Regions from separate parts of the Mus musculus genome. Here region 1 is linked to region 2. Evidence: chromatin contacts called from public Hi-C data. All regions are on one chromosome and are shown on one strand. The core of a region is the stretch at or near the end of the contact, and the rest is flanking DNA. Distances in the headings are between cores, read along the strand shown. Region 1 holds the start of Clca3a2 (chloride channel accessory 3A2). Region 2 holds the start of Sh3glb1 (SH3-domain GRB2-like B1 (endophilin)).

Evidence for each region. Hi-C and Micro-C count contacts between places; a contact is called where the count stands out from the background.
Region 1: a contact with region 2 is called in a Hi-C map of cortical neurons, with 2.0 times the contacts expected there. The contact joins the promoter of Clca3a2 here to the promoter of Sh3glb1 in region 2. A contact is called at or near these places in 2 of 39 promoter capture datasets (macrophages and stem cell-derived epiblast-like cells), 7 of 484 Hi-C or Micro-C datasets (the G1E-ER4 cell line, the HL-1 cell line, cortical neurons and 2 more) and 2 of 115 datasets of contacts at active chromatin or transcription factors (embryonic stem cells and stem cell-derived neural progenitor cells).

What each region holds. Positions count from the first base shown.
Region 1 is chr3:144,817,718-144,821,050 of GRCm38.p6, forward strand. It overlaps Clca3a2 (chloride channel accessory 3A2), which reads right to left and starts at 1,777. Exons shown (of 14, transcript NM_030601.3): 1 at 1,594-1,777; 2 at 206-346. The coding sequence starts at 1,752.
Region 2 is chr3:144,718,464-144,721,889 of GRCm38.p6, forward strand. Sh3glb1 (SH3-domain GRB2-like B1 (endophilin)) reads right to left here and starts at 1,872. Exons shown (of 9, transcript NM_019464.3): 1 at 1,519-1,872. The coding sequence starts at 1,590.

The sequences.
Region 1 (3,333 bases), core at 527-3,026, 99 kb after region 2:
GGGGAGAGCATGTGTGTGCTTCCACACACATACACAAACATGTGAATGTGTACACATAGTCCACACAGATGTACACACAAGCACACAAAAGCAACAAAAAGTTTTAATACTTATTACTAACTTAATGGTTAACAATTATCAAACCTTGTAAACATTCATTTGGAAACCCACAAGAAACAGTTTAGGAGCTGGACAGGAAACCTACTTTGTCGTACGATTCTCGTTTTGGCATTAAGTACTCAGATTTTGACTTCCAGGTCATCGGGACTAATATGCTTATGTTCCTGAAATAAACTCTTCCTTGGCTGGCTTCAAACAGGTAGGTAGAAGCTTGAGTTACCATTTCCTGAGAAAATGAAAAGTGCATTGTGGTAGCAATCTCGAAACAAACTGAGCATAAATCATCTATACATAAACCAGAAGAAGCAAACGGAGGCTCCTCTTCCTCAAGTGTGTGTGCACAGAGTAACTGAAAAACTGGGATACATTTAACTGAATCTCTTGGATCCGTAAACTCATTTCCACATGCCCAAAGCTAACCCTGACCTTCACCTGCCCACCCCTCCAGGTGGCAGTTGGATTGGAGATGCGACGTGAGGCATAACAGGGATGAAAGTCAGAAGTCTGCAGGCAAGTGGTGTGTTAATCAATTTTTTTTACAATTGCATTGTTCAAACTCACAGGGAACTTAAGGTCTGGTAATTATTATATTCTATGTTAATTAAAATTGCTTTTGTTTTATTTTGAGTTACTGCCCAAGTAGAGCATATAAATAAATGACCAGATTATTAAAAAAACACACATTTTTTGGGTAAACTTTATATACGAATGTGTCTACACCCTTCCCCCATTCCTCCCACAACCCTCACTCTCCCTAACAAATTCACGACCTCATCTTCAATTATTATTGTTACACATATGTATACACAGCTATATTTATAACCCATTGAGTCACTCTGGCATGGCTCAAGAGCTAATAATAAAGACAAATAAGACTGGTTTGCTTCTGCCTGCTACTTGCTACAATCCTACAAATAATTCATTCAATTTTTAGAGGAACCCAGCCTTCTGCTCCTAAGCACTGCATGGAGATGTTGCAAGGACCTATGGACAAAGTACACAGGATGCAAACATTTTTATTAAACAAGTGCAATTAGAAACACATCAGCTTTAAGCATGTGTAAGTTTTCCTTCAAGGTAAGATAGGTAAGGATTTTCGGTTTTCCAAAGTTGAGCACGTAGGAGCAGCTGGAGGAGTGGGCAGGACATTTGCTGTATAGACTGTGTAAACCAACATTACTAAGATAAAGTGTGAGAACTCTTCTTCTTCTGAAGTCTCTTACCTTATCAAGTTAATAAATTATTAACAGGTTAAACACAGATTTTATTATATAATAAAATATAATGCTAGGCAGATTCCCATCATGACTGAAGATAATACTGCAGGCATGATGAAGACGGTCAAAGCGCCCCTTGGGAGGGTAAAACCGTGTGTGTGAGTGTGTAACTGTGTGTGTGAGTGTGTAACTGTGTGTGTGAGTTTGGATGTGCAGGCAACAGAATTATTGACCTGACAATAAAACCCCTTCTTACCTTTATGCTTGGGATGAGCCTTTCGTCCTCTGGCACACTGGGGTTAATGGCAATGACCACACCCTCGTATCCATTGCTGTTGAGATGCACCATGGAGCTCTCTGTGTTCTGCAGGAGATGCAGGGTGAGGAACAGAAGGACCTGCAGCCCTGGCACCATGGTCGCACTGCTCCAGTGAGAAGGAGCAGCACAGAAGGGCATTTATGTGTGTGCCTCGCTCGGGAATTTGAATCACGGCCAGAATATTTGCATAATTTGATAGAAATGCTGATATCTCTTGGGACTTTCCTTTTCTCCAACTGTTGACAGTATTCCACTGTGCCAGCCCAGGCTTGATGTACCTTATCTGTAAGATCCTCCCACATTATTTTTCTTGGAGTATCTTAAAGTTTTTTACCTTTCCCGAGTCACTGTTGTACTCTGTCTTGTTGCTTAAGCTCATCTTACCAACATAACACATCTTCTTACTAGATTTTAAATATTTTGTTAGCAAGAGATTATTTTTCTGAGTATAACTTCTCTCTCAGCCTCAATTTTTCTGACTCAAAACGAGGTCAATGAGGTCTTTAAAAAGGAATGTTGTGAAGATTAAATGTAATAACTCCTGAAGCAGGGCATGGGGCCTTATATTGCTGTGTTACACATGGAGTAGACCCTTTTAAAAAGAAAAGCCAGAAACAACAGAAGAAGAAGAAGAAGAGGAAGAAGAAGAAGAAGAAGAAGAAGAAGAAGAAGAAGAAGAAGAAGAAGAAGAAGAAGAAGAAGAAGAAGAAGAAGAAGAAGAAGAAGAAGAAAAGAGTTTCCTAGGGCCATCTGTAGTAAGAAATTTTGTTTCTTTAAAGACAGAAATATTATGAGAATGTGTTTTTCTTTTTATTCCCAGGTGTGGGACATGGAGCTGTGGGTTAGCACTTAAGCACACAGTGCCCTTGCAGTGTCCAGTACCAAGCCAGGCACTCCCATCCATCTGTAACCCTAGGTTCCAGGAATTCAACGCTTCTAGCCTGCTTTGGCACCTGAACTCATACACACACAACCACACACAGTCATACACACATACATGTAATTAACAGTGATAAAAAAAATCTTAAAAATACAGCATAAGAGAAATCTATTCTCTTGTCTGGAATGGAGACTCTCATCTTCTCTGTGACAAAACTGTTATACAATCTGGGGAGTACTACATGAGAGAATGCAGGAAAAGCACTTCAAGCAGGACTTTGACACTTAAAAAACTCAACTAGAATTATACACTATTATTAAACATCACATGCTGTTGTAAGTGTCAATGCTGACATAAGATTGCTAATTAAAATTTGTTTTTATGGCTTTAATTTGTAAAACTGTAAATAGAGTCTTCCAGGGTTTATGCTGGGAATGAGAAATCCCTGAGCTGCCCGAGGCTATGGGAAAAGCCAGCTGGTTGCAGGGAAAACTTAGCTTTCCTTCATGTTCTTATCTTCAACTATTGGGCCTGTCCCAGCTTGCAGTCCAAGCTTGATAAAGGCTGTGAAATCTTCCCACACTGTCCCCACTATAAGCATTTTTCTTTCTATCTACTTGAGTCACTGCTATGGCACCCCATCTGTTTATCTTGGGTGAATTTGGGCATACATAATGTATCACCTTAATAGCTCAACCATTTTCCTTCTGTCAAGAAAACTCTCCATCACAACTTAGCCTCTCTCATTCCCAATTTCCATAGCTGTAAAATGAGGAGAGCAAGTATCTTTCTAAAAA
Region 2 (3,426 bases), core at 622-3,121:
CTTACCACAGCCTCGGCTCCTCTACTGAGTTAATGTTAAGTCTAAAAACACCTCATCTCATCCCCCAATTATTGAATCACACATTTCTGGGGAGGAAGGAGGATTAAGGGGCGAGTATGGCTGTGAGCTTCTCACACAGTGCACTGGTCCAGGGAATCAAAAGCGAGGTGGAATCTCCCATCCCTAAGCGTTACTCACTGTTGGTAAGAGTTCAGATTTTACCAAATGATCTTTAAGTTCTCTTGGGGCCACATCATATTGCTATTTTACATATCTTAACCCCGTGATGATCATTCTGAGGGAAAACGCAGCCTCTAGTATAGTAAGTAGTGGGTCAGAGGGCAACTTTGGTTGTCTGCTAGCCAAGCAAGTCAAGCCAGTTTATTTACCCTCTCTAAGACTGCTTCCTTTTTAAGGGAGGGCGAACAATGCCTCTCTGGCAAAGTGACAGAGATGGGCTGCAGCTAGTACGTTCAATGCACAGTAAACTGCTCGTCATACTATTTTTCATAAGATAGGCAGTCATTACCCTGGGGAACTGTCCGATTCTTTTGCCAAGGATAACGAAATATGATATTCACAGTGCCAGTAAAATGAAATGAATCAAGAAATAAAGCAGCACACGTGAGATTTATAGTTCGGTGGGATTTTGGCACATGGGACATTACTTTTGTTTTCTCTTTCCGGAACAGAGGGCTGCTGCTACCCTATGTCACTAACTTCAATACCAGATTGTTTACAAGCCACGTTGTGAAATTGACATCTGCTCCGAGATTTAACTGAGTTTGCATAATGTGGGTGTTGACTGTAAAAAATCTGCCCAAGTTCCCTATTGCTGACACTTCCTTAATCACAGAATAAGGAGACGCAGTGAACTTTTCCCTTCCAAGTGCGCCTGAAGCCAAGCGTGCCCGGTCCCCTCCAATGTGACAACAACGTGAATCGCGTCCTCCTCTCACCCCTGCTCTATATAGCCCATCTGGGGAACGCGTCAGGGCACCCCTAATCCTAGGTGTCCTGCGTCCTTGGTGAAGCTGGGACACCGACAGGGACAGGCAATCTCCATCTCCCCCACGGGCTGCTAAGCTCTGGGACAATCCTTCCAAGGGGCAGCAGCGAGGGCTGGTGGGAACTGAGCTGGCAGCTCCTCTGCGTTGAGGGGCAGGAAAAGGAAACTCCCTTCTCGGTCGGACGCGGCCCGGAGGGCGAGAGCGAGCGCAGCGGAGGGTGGGGGTGGCGCCAAGGTGCTCGGCGTGCCCTGCCTCGCCGGCTGGGGCACCGAGGCCTCCGCCCCGGGGTGAACCCAAGGTGTCCGCCCTGGGCCGCGTCCCGACTCGCCTGCCGGGGCGCGGGGCGGCGGCGGCCGGGCGAGCGAGGCGGAAACGGCCAGCGGGGCAGGGGCGCCAGGCCGCGCCCATCGGCAGGCCTGGGTACCAGGGCGACGCCGTCCCCGACCCGCCCTCCGCTCGCCCTCCCCGGCGCCACCACCCCGCCCGGCCCCAACCGCCGCCGCCGTACCTGCACGGCCCGGCTGAGGAAGGTGCCCGCGTCGGCCGCCAGCTTCTTCACGTTGAAATCCATGATGTTCATGCCGGGCGGCAGCCGGGCAGAGCCGCCGGCTGCGCTAGCGGGGAGGCGGGGAGCGCCGCGGCCGGGCTGGGGCGCCGGGCGACGGCGACGGCGGGGCGGACGTGGTAGGTGGCGGGAGGCGGCGCCAGCCCCGCGCAGCTGTCGTTTCCTGGCGGGGAGGCGGGGGAGGGAAGAGGGCGGGCGCCCGCGAGCGCGCGCCTCTCCGCTCACACGCTGGGCCTGTCGCGTCGCCGAGCAGCTGCGAGCCACGGGGACCGAGGTCGCGTCCGGAGGAAGGCCCCGCCCCGCCCCGCCGCCCGGCGACTGTGCAACCGCGGCGGAAAACAGCCGGCCGGGAGGGGGGCGTGGCCTCACCGATGGCGTGGGGTGGGGGGCGGGGGTGTCCTCGCGGGAACAGCGACCCCTGCAGGGTGGCCGAGGATTCACCACTGGGTGGAGCCGCTGCAGAGGTTCTCATGGGAACAGCGACCCCTGCAGGGAGGCCGAGGATTCACCACTGGGTGGAGCCGCTGCAGAGGTTCTCATGGGAACAGCGACCCCTGCAGGGTGGCCGAGGATTCACCACTGGGTGGAGCCGCGGCTGAGGCTCTCCTGACAGCTCACTAAGCACCAAGCCAGTGTCAGAGCATCAGTGGAAGTTCTTACCAGAACGAGAGCCTCCTGGGCTCTCACCCTGATTCCCTCCCACAGCATCTCAGTGAGTGTCTGTGACAGAATCGCCCGGACAAAAGTTCCTTAGAAAAGCATGGACAAAACGTTCCTTAAAAGGAAACAGAACTGACACTATAGAATCATTGGCCCGGATTTCCTGTATTGGGTCTGGGGTCAAAGGCTACCTATGGCTTGGGTAGACACCTAGCCAATCTTTGCTGAACGGGATTGTCTTCATTGTCCCCTACCCTATTATACTTTGACTCACTGTTGAGGACCTATTGTGTGTGAGGCATTGAGTAGGTGCTGAAGGGTTCAGTCCCTTTGGTGGCTGGTGGTCATCTGAGGCATATTTAGAAAGTATCTCCCATCCCCTGGGAAGGTATATAAGAGCATTTCAGAGAGACAATGGAGAAGAAAGACAAGGTTCCTATCCGGTTATACATTCCTTCACTCCTGAGTACCTACTGTCTGGCAGGGCCTCAACCTTCCAACTCTTAGCTGTGTGATAAAGGCATGAGCCCTTCCCCCCACACCCACCCACCCAGACACCCACACTACACTCAGCTAATTTAGTTTCTGTTTTCTGAGAAAAGGCCTCATGCGACCTAGCCTGGCTTCAGGTATCCAAAGACCGCTTCAAACCCATCACCCTCCTGTCTTTGTTTTTCTTTCTTGTTCCTCCCTCCTTTTTCTTCTCCCCACTTCCTTTATCCTGGGGACCAAACCACTGTCCAATAGATCCTGTTTTACAGGTCTTATCATGTAACTTTCATTTTGGTGTTTCAAGATGCCTCTGGAACCTCTAGATATCACACATATGTTCTCACATTAGAAAGGAAATGAAGGGGAGAGGCAAAAGTACACACCAGCTCAGTGTCCCTTTCTCCTTTAAAACAAGCATTCCATAACCCCCAGCTCGTAAACTTTCATTTTCACATCGTTAGTGAGAACTGGGCCATTTAGGTCCTCACAATGGCAGTTCGATCGAATAAATGCAATGTGCTCTGTTAAAAAAAACTAAGAGCATTTGTGAGAGAATGGTAGGTCTTGTCTTTAACAGTACGTATTGTTGTCTTAGACAAGACAGAGCTTGTGCTATCGAAGAAGGAGAGAATAGTTACAGGAGACGCAGCTGTTGACATTTGCTTTGCTGCTATCAAGCAAGAACGAAAGGAGTCTTAC